3 separate regions of the Mus musculus genome follow, and regions 1 and 2 are each linked to region 3. A link is a contact called in public promoter capture Hi-C data. All regions are on one chromosome and are shown on one strand. The core of a region is the stretch at or near the end of the contact, and the rest is flanking DNA. Distances in the headings are between cores, read along the strand shown.

The links. Promoter capture Hi-C pulls out the DNA fragments that hold promoters and counts their contacts.
Region 1: a contact with region 3 is called in a promoter capture Hi-C map of liver. The contact joins the enhancer-like site here to the promoter of Ctsk in region 3. A contact is called at or near these places in 16 of 39 promoter capture datasets (the 3T3-L1 cell line, the C10 cell line, the HPC-7 cell line and 11 more), 1 of 15 datasets of contacts at CTCF or cohesin (the NIH/3T3 cell line), 5 of 484 Hi-C or Micro-C datasets (the G1E-ER4 cell line, the HPC-7 cell line, bone marrow-derived macrophages and 2 more), 2 of 115 datasets of contacts at active chromatin or transcription factors (bone marrow-derived dendritic cells and embryonic stem cells) and 3 of 9 other capture datasets (adipose tissue, liver and pancreatic islet).
Region 2: a contact with region 3 is called in a promoter capture Hi-C map of the SN4741 cell line, with 3 times the contacts expected there. The contact joins the promoter of C920021L13Rik here to the promoter of Ctsk in region 3. A contact is called at or near these places in 8 of 39 promoter capture datasets (the 3T3-L1 cell line, HPC-7-derived erythroid cells, the SN4741 cell line and 4 more), 2 of 15 datasets of contacts at CTCF or cohesin (the NIH/3T3 cell line and large pre-B cells), 2 of 484 Hi-C or Micro-C datasets (the Ba/F3 cell line and the MNK3 cell line), 6 of 115 datasets of contacts at active chromatin or transcription factors (cardiomyocytes, embryonic limb bud, embryonic stem cells and 2 more) and 4 of 9 other capture datasets (adipose tissue, embryonic stem cells, liver and 1 more).

The regions. Positions count from the first base shown.
Region 1 is chr3:95,792,243-95,795,422 of GRCm38.p6, forward strand. All of the region lies in intron 1 of Rprd2 (regulation of nuclear pre-mRNA domain containing 2), which reads right to left. Among named protein-coding and RNA genes, the nearest start is that of Gm26361, 3.0 kb to the right of the region's middle. Within about 2 kb of position 1,624, at least 5 of the 459 cell types and tissues checked have an H3K27ac peak or open chromatin away from gene starts, as enhancers often do.
Region 2 is chr3:95,869,772-95,872,842 of GRCm38.p6, forward strand. C920021L13Rik (RIKEN cDNA C920021L13 gene) reads left to right here and starts at 1,751. Exons shown (of 4, transcript NR_040446.1): 1 at 1,751-1,914. It overlaps Mrps21 (mitochondrial ribosomal protein S21), which reads right to left and starts at 1,743. Exons shown (of 3, transcript NM_001355759.1): 1 at 1,682-1,743; 2 at 723-844. The coding sequence starts at 805.
Region 3 is chr3:95,497,835-95,501,052 of GRCm38.p6, forward strand. Ctsk (cathepsin K) reads left to right here and starts at 1,376. Exons shown (of 8, transcript NM_007802.4): 1 at 1,376-1,502; 2 at 3,000-3,120. The coding sequence starts at 3,001.

The DNA of each region.
Region 1 (3,180 bases), core at 374-2,873, 290 kb after region 3:
TTAATTAATTAATTAATTAAACCAAAATAAAATAGTTTCCCCAAATATTTGTGGAGACAAAGAAAGAAAGAAAGAAAGAGAGAGAGAGAGAGAGAAAGAAAGAGGAAGGGAAGGGAAGGGAAGAAAAAAGAAAAGGAGAAAGAGTTGAACGAACTTGTACAAATAGCAAGATTAGAAGAAAACTAATCTTGTACAACACTGACCTCAAACCAGAAAATAACTGCAAATCATGTTTAATAGTATTCCATATACAGATCCTTAGATCAACCAATCCAGACACTTCTCACAAAACATTTAAGTGCCTCCATTTGCTGGCTGAAGCTATTTGAAATATCTGAATGTTCTGGGCATAATTTGATTCCAGGTTTACACGAAGGCTAAGCTTTTCAAAGACTCAACCCACCTAAGGTTCACTGTTAAAATGCTGGGCAATTCTAACATTCACCTGGACGACCCAAGTTCTACAGTCACTCAGGCTCCTCACCTCACACTCATTGCCTTCTAGGATCTGCTCACACAGCCCTGTCTCTGACCACACTCACCCATTCCCATTCTACCATTCTACAACCTCAGACAGCAGTCCATGCTCTCTACCTCCTCCATCTCCTTCAGAATTCATTTATTTCTAAGAATTCCACTGCATTTGATACATTATTTAAATTACTCTTACCAAAACCCTCATTTTCTTTTCCTTTTCTACCTAATTTAGCTTTCTAGTACAAAACCCTAAGTCTGGATGAGTCTAAATGAATGCTTTTCCTGTACCTTTCTTTTGTTTTTTAAAATTACATTTATTATTTTTCCTTATGTGTGCTTGGCATGCATGTATACATACAATGTGTGTATACATCATGGATGCAAATACATCAACAATGTGTACCACCTCTCTAGAACCTTCTTGTCTGATTTTTGTTTTAATTTGTGTTGAGACAAGGTGTGCAGATTTGAATGAGAATGGCCCTTATAGGCTCATAGATCTGAACACTTAGTCACCAGGGAGTGGAACTCTTTGATAGGATTAGAAGGATTTGGAAGTGTGTCACAGTAGGTGGGCTTTGAGGTCTCAAAAGTTCTTCAAAATCCTATACTAGGCCCAGTTTCTCTGTTTCTGTGTGTGCGGGTCTCTCTGTCTGCTGATCACGATGTAACTCTTGGCTACTTTACCACCACTCCTGCCTGTCACCATGTTCTCTGCCATGACAATAGTGGACAAAAGCTTCTGACACTGTAAGCAAACTCTTAACTAAATGTTTTCTTTTATAAGAAAGAATTTCCTTGGTCATGGTGTCTTGAGCACAGGGTCTCACACTATGTAGGGCCTGGGATTTGCTGTGTAGACCAGACTACCTTCCAACTCTGGGGATCTGTCTGCCTCTACCTCCGGAGTTCTGTTCTGTTTCTGAGGCAGGGTCTTGAAAAGCCCAAGGTGGCCTCAAATTCCTGATCCCCAGAACAACCTGACCCCACCTTCCAAGTACTGAGTTTACAGGTATGTGCTGCCACAGTCTGCTGTACCTCTAATTCTGCTGTTAGATTCTACTAAAGGAAAAGTACACAAGAAGGGGACTAATGTCCTACGAATGAGCCCATTCTGTAACAGCTCCTCCTTCAGCAGTGCCTTCTCTCACTTGCTCTAAGAGGTATTTCACAATGTACCACCCAGGACTCTATGACACAGATCTCTCACTCTTGGGACATAAGCATACATGCTATTTTATACACAAAGTAGCATTAAATGAGAATTATCTTCTCTAAAGAACATGTGCAGCATCCCCATCCCATTACCTAGAGGCATCCTGACTCGCTCAGTGGAAGCCCAAAAGAGTGAACAACTCAAGTTTCAAACAAAACAAAGACAGACCAGCAGCAGCAGCAGCAGCAGCAGCAGCAGCAGCCCCAGCCCCAACCATCAAATAAACAAATAAAACACCTTGCTAGGCCCGTGTGGGGGTAGGCACCTGTATTCCCAGCCTGGGGAGTGAACAAAAGCAGGAGGATTAGGACTTGAGAGTCATTCTAGTAACACATACCAAGTTTCAGGTTATCCTGGGGTACAGGAGGAAAAGTATATACAAGCTCTTTGTAATATTCTTAAAGTATTTTTAAAGTTTGAACTAAATGCTTGGATTACAAGCATGAGTTTGAATTTCAAACTTCAAGAATAACTTCCCTATATGCTATATTTGATTTGGTTTTCACCCTGTCTTACCCCATCAAGAACTTTAAGCCCCACAAAGTGGATGTGGTTAGACACCAACATAAAAGCCTCCATCTTACTGCCTCTCTGATACCTGCAGGCGTATGGAACACACATATTTAGGCTCTTACACACAGTAGATACACAAACAAATCTTTTTTTTAAAAAAATAAGTGGGGGCTGGAAAGATGGTTCCTTGGTTAAAAGCATCAGTTGTTCTTTTAGAGGACCCAAATTAGTTCCCAGCTCACAAAAGTCCCAGGAGACCCAATGTTCTTTTCTGGCTTTTGTAGACACAAATAAGGCCCAGAGACAAACATACAAGCAAAATACCCATATACATTAAAAACAACAACACTTTGGCCTGACAGTGGTGGGGCATGCCTTTAGTCCCACCACTTGTGGGGCATCTCTGAGTTTGAAGCAGGTCTGTCCTACATACAGAGTGAGTTCCAGAACAGCCAGGGCTACAAAGAAAACCCTTGTGTCACACACACACACACACACACACACACACACACACACACACACACGAATGAATGAATGAATGAATGAATGAATGTTTTAAGTGGCCAAGGACAAAGGCAATTAAACAGAAAGAAATCTGGGGCCATACAGAAATACTAATAAAGAAATTGAAAAACAAGAATTATCTTTACAAAGACAAAGACAATTCTTCCTAAGTTGGTGTTCCAAGAATCAAAATATTTAACTGTTTACTGATGAATGAAATACTATTACATTATATATTCTCACATTTTAACAAGACTTTAAAAAAAAAGCTGAGTGTGTTGGCACATGCCTTTAATTCTAACACTTAGGAGGCAGAGACTCAAATGGATCTGTGAGTTCAAGGTCAGCATGGTCTACAGAGTGAGTTCCAGGACAGACAGAGGTACATAGAGACCCTACCTCAAAAAAAAAAAAAAAAAAAAAAAAGTGAATGAATAAATGAATGAATAAATAAATAAATAAATAAATAA
Region 2 (3,071 bases), core at 501-3,000, 370 kb after region 3:
ATTAATCCTCTCTAGTAGCCTTATTCCACAGATACTGGCTCAGCTGAAATGCACCATGCCTCTGCTTCTTGTTTCTCATTCCCCTCCCAGACTTTTTTTTTTTTTTTTTTTTTTTTTTGACATGAGGAGGGGTCATCTGAGACTGAGTCTAGTCACCATCATCTAAATTATTCTCAAATTCTTCCTGTCTCTACCTCCCAGGTGCTGGGATTACAGTGTGCCCAGCAGTTTTTCGGGGTCTTTGGATAGAACTCAGATTTATCATCAAGGGATGATAGCTGCTTGTTGGATAAGCTCCATCGAGCTGAATTTGGAGAACTTCATTTTTAGGATAATAAACTGAAGGGATAAGAAGTGTCCAGAGGGGCTGGAGAGATGACTCAGTAGTTAAGAGCACTGGCTGCTCTTCCAGAGGCCTTGAGTTCAATTCCCAGCTACCACATGGTGACTCACAACCATCTGTACTGAGATCTGGTGCCCTCTTCTGATATGCAGGCATACATGCAGGTAGAACACTGTATGCACAATAAATAAATTTAAAAGAAGAAGAGGAGGAAGAAGAAAGAGGAGGAGGAGGAGGAAAAAAGGAGGAGGTGGAGGTGGTGGTATTCAGAGCCTACACAGAGCTGGCACCAGTGGTAGGCTTTATGAGGTGGTAGGCTGGGTGCAGGATCACCTCACATTTCCCACGGCTGGTCCAGGCAAGACTCGACTCATTTTACCTGTTCAGGGTCCGGTAGGCACCTTCCACGTTCCCCTCCTGAACCATCACTGTCCTGGCAATGAACTTCAGATGTTTAGCCATGGCCTCGTATTTAAATCTTCATTCTTCCGGGACTACAGACTGGACATCGAGCATGGAAACCAGAGACTCAATGTAAGAGAACAAAGCCCAACAGAGTCACAACTTACCATAGGTAGTTTTTATTTAATTTAGCAACAGAACCAGCTTGAGATCCACAGAACTGGGCTGGAGGAATTCTCCATATCTTAGTAAGTACAAGTAAGTCTGGAGAGATGGCTCAGTAGTTAAGAGGATCCAAGTTCGATTCCCAGTACCCACAGGGTGGCTCACAACACATACAGTCCCAGGGAATCCAACACCCTCTTCTGACCTCTGTGATGCACAGACATACATGCAAGTAAAACACTCACACACATAAAATATAAATAACTTTTTTTTTTAATGAAAAAGTACAAGCAAATTGTTAGCAACATTTCTTTCACTACGCAGTGATATGGCTTAGCAGGTAAAGGCGCTTGCCACCAAGCCTGATGACCCGAGTTAGAGCCCTGGATCCTTACGGTGGAAAGAGAGGACAGACTCCTGCAAGCTGTCCTGACTTTCGCCCCTCCCAACCCCCCGGTCACACCAAGAAATAATTAAAAGATAATTGCCGGGCAGTGGTGGCCCACGCCTTTTATCCCAGCACTTGAGAGGCAGAGGCAGGCGGAACTCTTGAGTTCGAGGCCAGCCTCGTCTACAGAGCCAGTTTCAGGGCAGCCAGGGCTACATAAAAACACTCTCGAAAAAGCAAAGCAAAGCAAACCAAAAAATAGGTTTCCGCTGAGAGTTAGAAAGAACTCTTCGTCCGCCTCTAGGCACCACGCGAAATCTTGCCCTCCCGCCATACTCGCTTTGCAGCTCAGTGAACCCCCCCACACCCCTCGAGCTCCCTACCTGGGGCCTCTGAATTCGGACTCCGGGTCTCTGCGGACCGGAAGCGGAAGCTACGGAGTCCCGCGACGGGAGGAAGCTACGCTGCAGGGCTCAGCCGACTGCAGCTCCGCTTACCGTCTGACCTTGCGAAGGTTCGGTGCTGAGCGCAGGCGCTGGACTTTCCGCCTGACAGTCAAAGGAACAGCGTCCTCACCTTCCTATGGAGGAGTCGCGGTCGTCGGGTCTGCGAGAAGGTCAGCCCGATCCGTAGCTCTAATCCTGTTAAACTTTTACTAGATTTGAGCGATTTCGTTTTCTGGATGGGAAATGGGAAGCGTCCTGAGAATATTTTCTATTTAAAAAGGACAGATCTGCTCACCGGGTGAAAAAAATGGCTCCACACCCCCTAATCTGCCTAAAAGTTAAGAAAAGAAATTACATACTGTGAGTTTCCCATTGCATCAGCTACCTAAGCCATTTCATTAAATAAAGTAGAATCAAAAAGAAACAAATGGGAAACGCCTGCAGAATTTTAAATCAAAATATTGTTGTTTTAATGCCAACTTTGCCATTTGTTGCCTTGTAAGATCTAGTAGAATTTTTTTTTCTTCCATACGTCTGGACAACCCTATGTGTATGTTATCCCCACATCTCCATATATGGTTATTTACATGGGTTTAGAAGTATCCATATACAGAAAAACCTACCCACAACACACACAGATGCACCCTCATCTGTTACTTCTTTAAGGGATTTGCTTTTATTTTGTGTGTGTGTACGTGTGCCTGCGTGTATGTATGTGCACCGTGTGCGTGCGTGCGTGCAGGAGCTCAAGAAGGATTGGAGAGGTGTTGGGGCCCTGGAACTGGAGTTAATAGGAGGCTCTGAGCTGCCATGTGGGTACTGGGAACAGAACCTGGGTTCTCTGCAAGAGCAATTAATTTTCTTAACCACCGGGCCATCTGGCCAGGTCATTATCAGTTAATAGGTATTCACACAAAATTTAAGCCTGCCTCGTAGTAAGCCAAATCCAAAGTCCCAAACTGAAGCTAGACACCTTTGTGCTTGTCAGCAAACCTAATTGAATGACTGTCCTCTGCTAAGCACTGCTGATACTATTCCAGTGTCTCTTGTACAACTGACAGTATGTAGACACAATTTTAGGCCCAGTCGCATATAATAAGTGCAAAATTAATTCTATGGACAGTACGTAATCCGTTAGAAAGGAGTTCTAGCTTCAGATTCTAAGCATCAGCAGACGTATGACTTTGAACAAGTTACTCAGACTAGGGGTCTGCACTTTTTGTCTAAATAAAAATATTGGAATACTACCATGTTTATTTGTTGATATTATACGGCTCTCTTGGGCTATAGTGGTAGACTTGGGTAGAAGAAATGGAGATCTGTGACC
Region 3 (3,218 bases), core at 126-2,625:
CCTGGATTTTGGGGAAGCGCTTGGAGACTCTTGTAACTGGACCTAGTTTGGGATTTTAATGATTGAGATGCAGTACTCATCAGACATTCTACCACCCGAGAGTCTAGCAGTAGAGTCCCACGTGTATCCATTAATGTAGATTCAAGTGTTGTAAATAATTAGGTGCTACATTGGGTCAGTTGTCTTTCCTTACTGTCATGTTGGGTGTTGATCCTTGGGCCTCATAATGTTAGGAAAGCCCACCACCGCTGAGTCATGTTCCTCAACCCTCTTTTAGCTTTTTGTAAATTACTTTTATCCTCCATTTAAGCAACTAGAATCTTTTTGTAAAGTTTATGTATATGAGTACACTATCTCTGTCTTCAGACACACCAGAAGAGGGTATCAGATCCCATTACAGATGGTTTTGAGCCACCATGTGGTTGCTGGGAATTGAACTTAGGACCTCTGGAAGAATAGGCAGTGCTTTTAACTGCTGAGCCATCTCCCTGGCCCTGTAGGGCATTTCTTAGTGGTTGATGGGAGAGAGCCCAGCTCACTGTGGATGGTGCCATTCCTGGGCTGGTGCCCCAGCCGTTGTTATTTTTAGACAGGATCTCACTAAATTGCCTAGAGTAGGTTGACCTTGAAAGTAAGTTCTTACTTAGAGACGTCTCACTGTATGGCTCTGGCTGACTTTGGACTCACTCTGTAGACTGTTGTGGCATTGACCTCACAGAGAACCATCCACCCCTGCCATCCAGTGTGTATGTTGAGGGGACAGAGGTGTGCCCATAGCCAGTGATGGCTTTGCTTTAGCTTCCTGAATATCTGGGATTACTGCACTGTCTCACACACGTGACTTTCTGGCCACTTTTGAACCATCTCACCTGGACTTTGTGGGCAGCTCCTCCCTTGATGTACAGCCATAATGGGTTAGAAAAACTACTCCATGCCCAGAAGCAGTTAATAGCAAACAGTCACAAAACGGTTTTAAATGTTTAAATTAGAGCCTTACATTTCTAGCCTTTCCTCCCCTCTCCCTCACTCCACCCCCATCATCTCAGAAGAGGATCTGACACAACGTTGGAAATGGTGCAGAGTAAGGAGGTGGGTCAGAACTAGATGAGTTGAAAAGATGGAAATTGCCAGTCAGACATTTTGAGGAAGAATGGAGACAACTAGGGCTGTGTTCTTAAATCTCCCACCAAAGTCTCAATTTGAATATTGTGCTATCTTATTTTTGCCCCCCAAAGTCAGTCAGATGAAACTAAACACTTAGCAGCTATCCACACTGGCATATGATACTGTATACACACATTGTGCAAATGTGTGTCCTTCCTCCCTAACCCCTCCTCCTTTTCATCCTATCCCTGACTCCCTCCCTTATCCAGATTTTCCAGCCACTGCTGGAGTTGACTTCCGCAATCCTTACCGAATAAATCTAGCACCCTTAGTCTTCCGCTCACAGTAGCCACGCTTCCTATCCGAAAAGAGCCTAGCGAACAGATTCTCAACAGCAGGTAACATTTTTAACTTCTGGATCTTTTAGCGTCTTGTTCCTACCAATTAACCTTATTTTAAGAAGAGAAAGGATATAATGAATTGGGGATCAAATAATTTAAGTTCCCTGAATAACAACATAATCCTTAGTTTATTTTCTAGCTAAATGTGTATGGAAATCTTTAGGATTTTCTATGTGAATGAATATGTGGCTGTTGGTATAATCAGAGGAAGAGGATTCTGTAAGCCTGTCTCAAGCGTGGGCTCTTTCTGAGTTCTGTTTAACTTAAGAGTTAACCAACTCCTGGGGAAGAAGAAGAATTCACAGCCACCCGCAAGCCTGTCACACCCCGGTTACTGGTGCTCTGCTGGGTAGTCTGTTGCTTTGCAAAGAGTAGATGAAATGTCGTCAGTGTTGCACAAGTCATATGATGTGCTGCTGGTGGGAAATGGTTTTTAAACTTAAGAACTTGCAATTAAGCCAACACAAGAAATTAATGGGGCCAGAGCAGATGCTGAAAAGCTGTGAGCTGTGAACTTAGGTCATTACGGAATACTGTCCTTCCATCTTCCACCTCCATTCGTGTCTGAGGCTTTCACCCTGTAAAGCAGCCACGTCGCTGTTTGGAAAAAAGAAAAGAGAAAAGAACAGCTACTTACCCGTGACATCTGGTTATGATCAGAGCTGTTTCCTGCCTAAAGGAGAGGAGGTGGAAAGAAAAAAGTGGACAAGGCAAATGAAGATACAGTGAACGTAAATACCATCAAAATGGTCCTGTCCTCTCCTGGCAAGATCTGGGTGTAGGCAAGGAAGAATACTATGCACAAAGCCTGAAGTGTACTGTAGCTAGAACTCTGGCTCTGTAACCACGCTCACTGTGCTTATTCTGTTTATGTGCACCCTTACCTGGGATACGGGGGTGGGGTGGGGGTGGCATAAGAGCTGCCGAGCCTTTCCCAGTTACTTCTACGCACTGCGGTTGCCTAAAGTGTGTGCAGTGTTGGTGGAACATACGGGAGTTACAATGATTAAGTCAGATGATCCGGCACCTCCTGAACTTCTGTCTGTTTTATGTGAGAATCACCTGCAATTCCTTGTTTTCCATATACAGCCAAGTGTGCCTGTCTCACAGTCAAATGAAGGGATTCTTGGGCATGGCTCACACCTTTAGTCCTGGCACAGGGGAGAGGGGGTAGATCTTTAAATTCAAGGCCCTCTTGATTAACATAGTGAGCTCAAGGCCAGCAAAGACTTACATAAAAAGACCATGTCTCTGAAATGGCAGAAAGTCTGTGTGTGTATGTGGTGTTCTTTTGAGTTTATGAATCCCTTAGGATTAGTGTGTGTGTGTGTGTGTGTGTGTGTGTGTGTGTTATTTTTCTGGTAGAAAATTTATTTTTAAAGCTCTTAAAAGGTTAAAACTTTCCTGATAACCTGTCTGCTGCCATTTGAACATCCAAAGCCAACCTGTGAATTTCTGCTAGTGGAAATCTCCCCTAATTATTCCTTCCGCCAGGATGTGGGTGTTCAAGTTTCTGCTGCTACCCATGGTGAGCTTTGCTCTGTCTCCGGAGGAAATGCTGGACACCCAGTGGGAGCTATGGAAGAAGACTCACCAGAAGCAGTATAACAGCAAGGTGCCCAAGGAAGCAGTCCCCATTCTCTAACTCTGCAGCTAGCTTTTCCTTCTGTGCATCAGTCCTTCTGTCTGCTTCCCACATGTATTAGCTGGAGA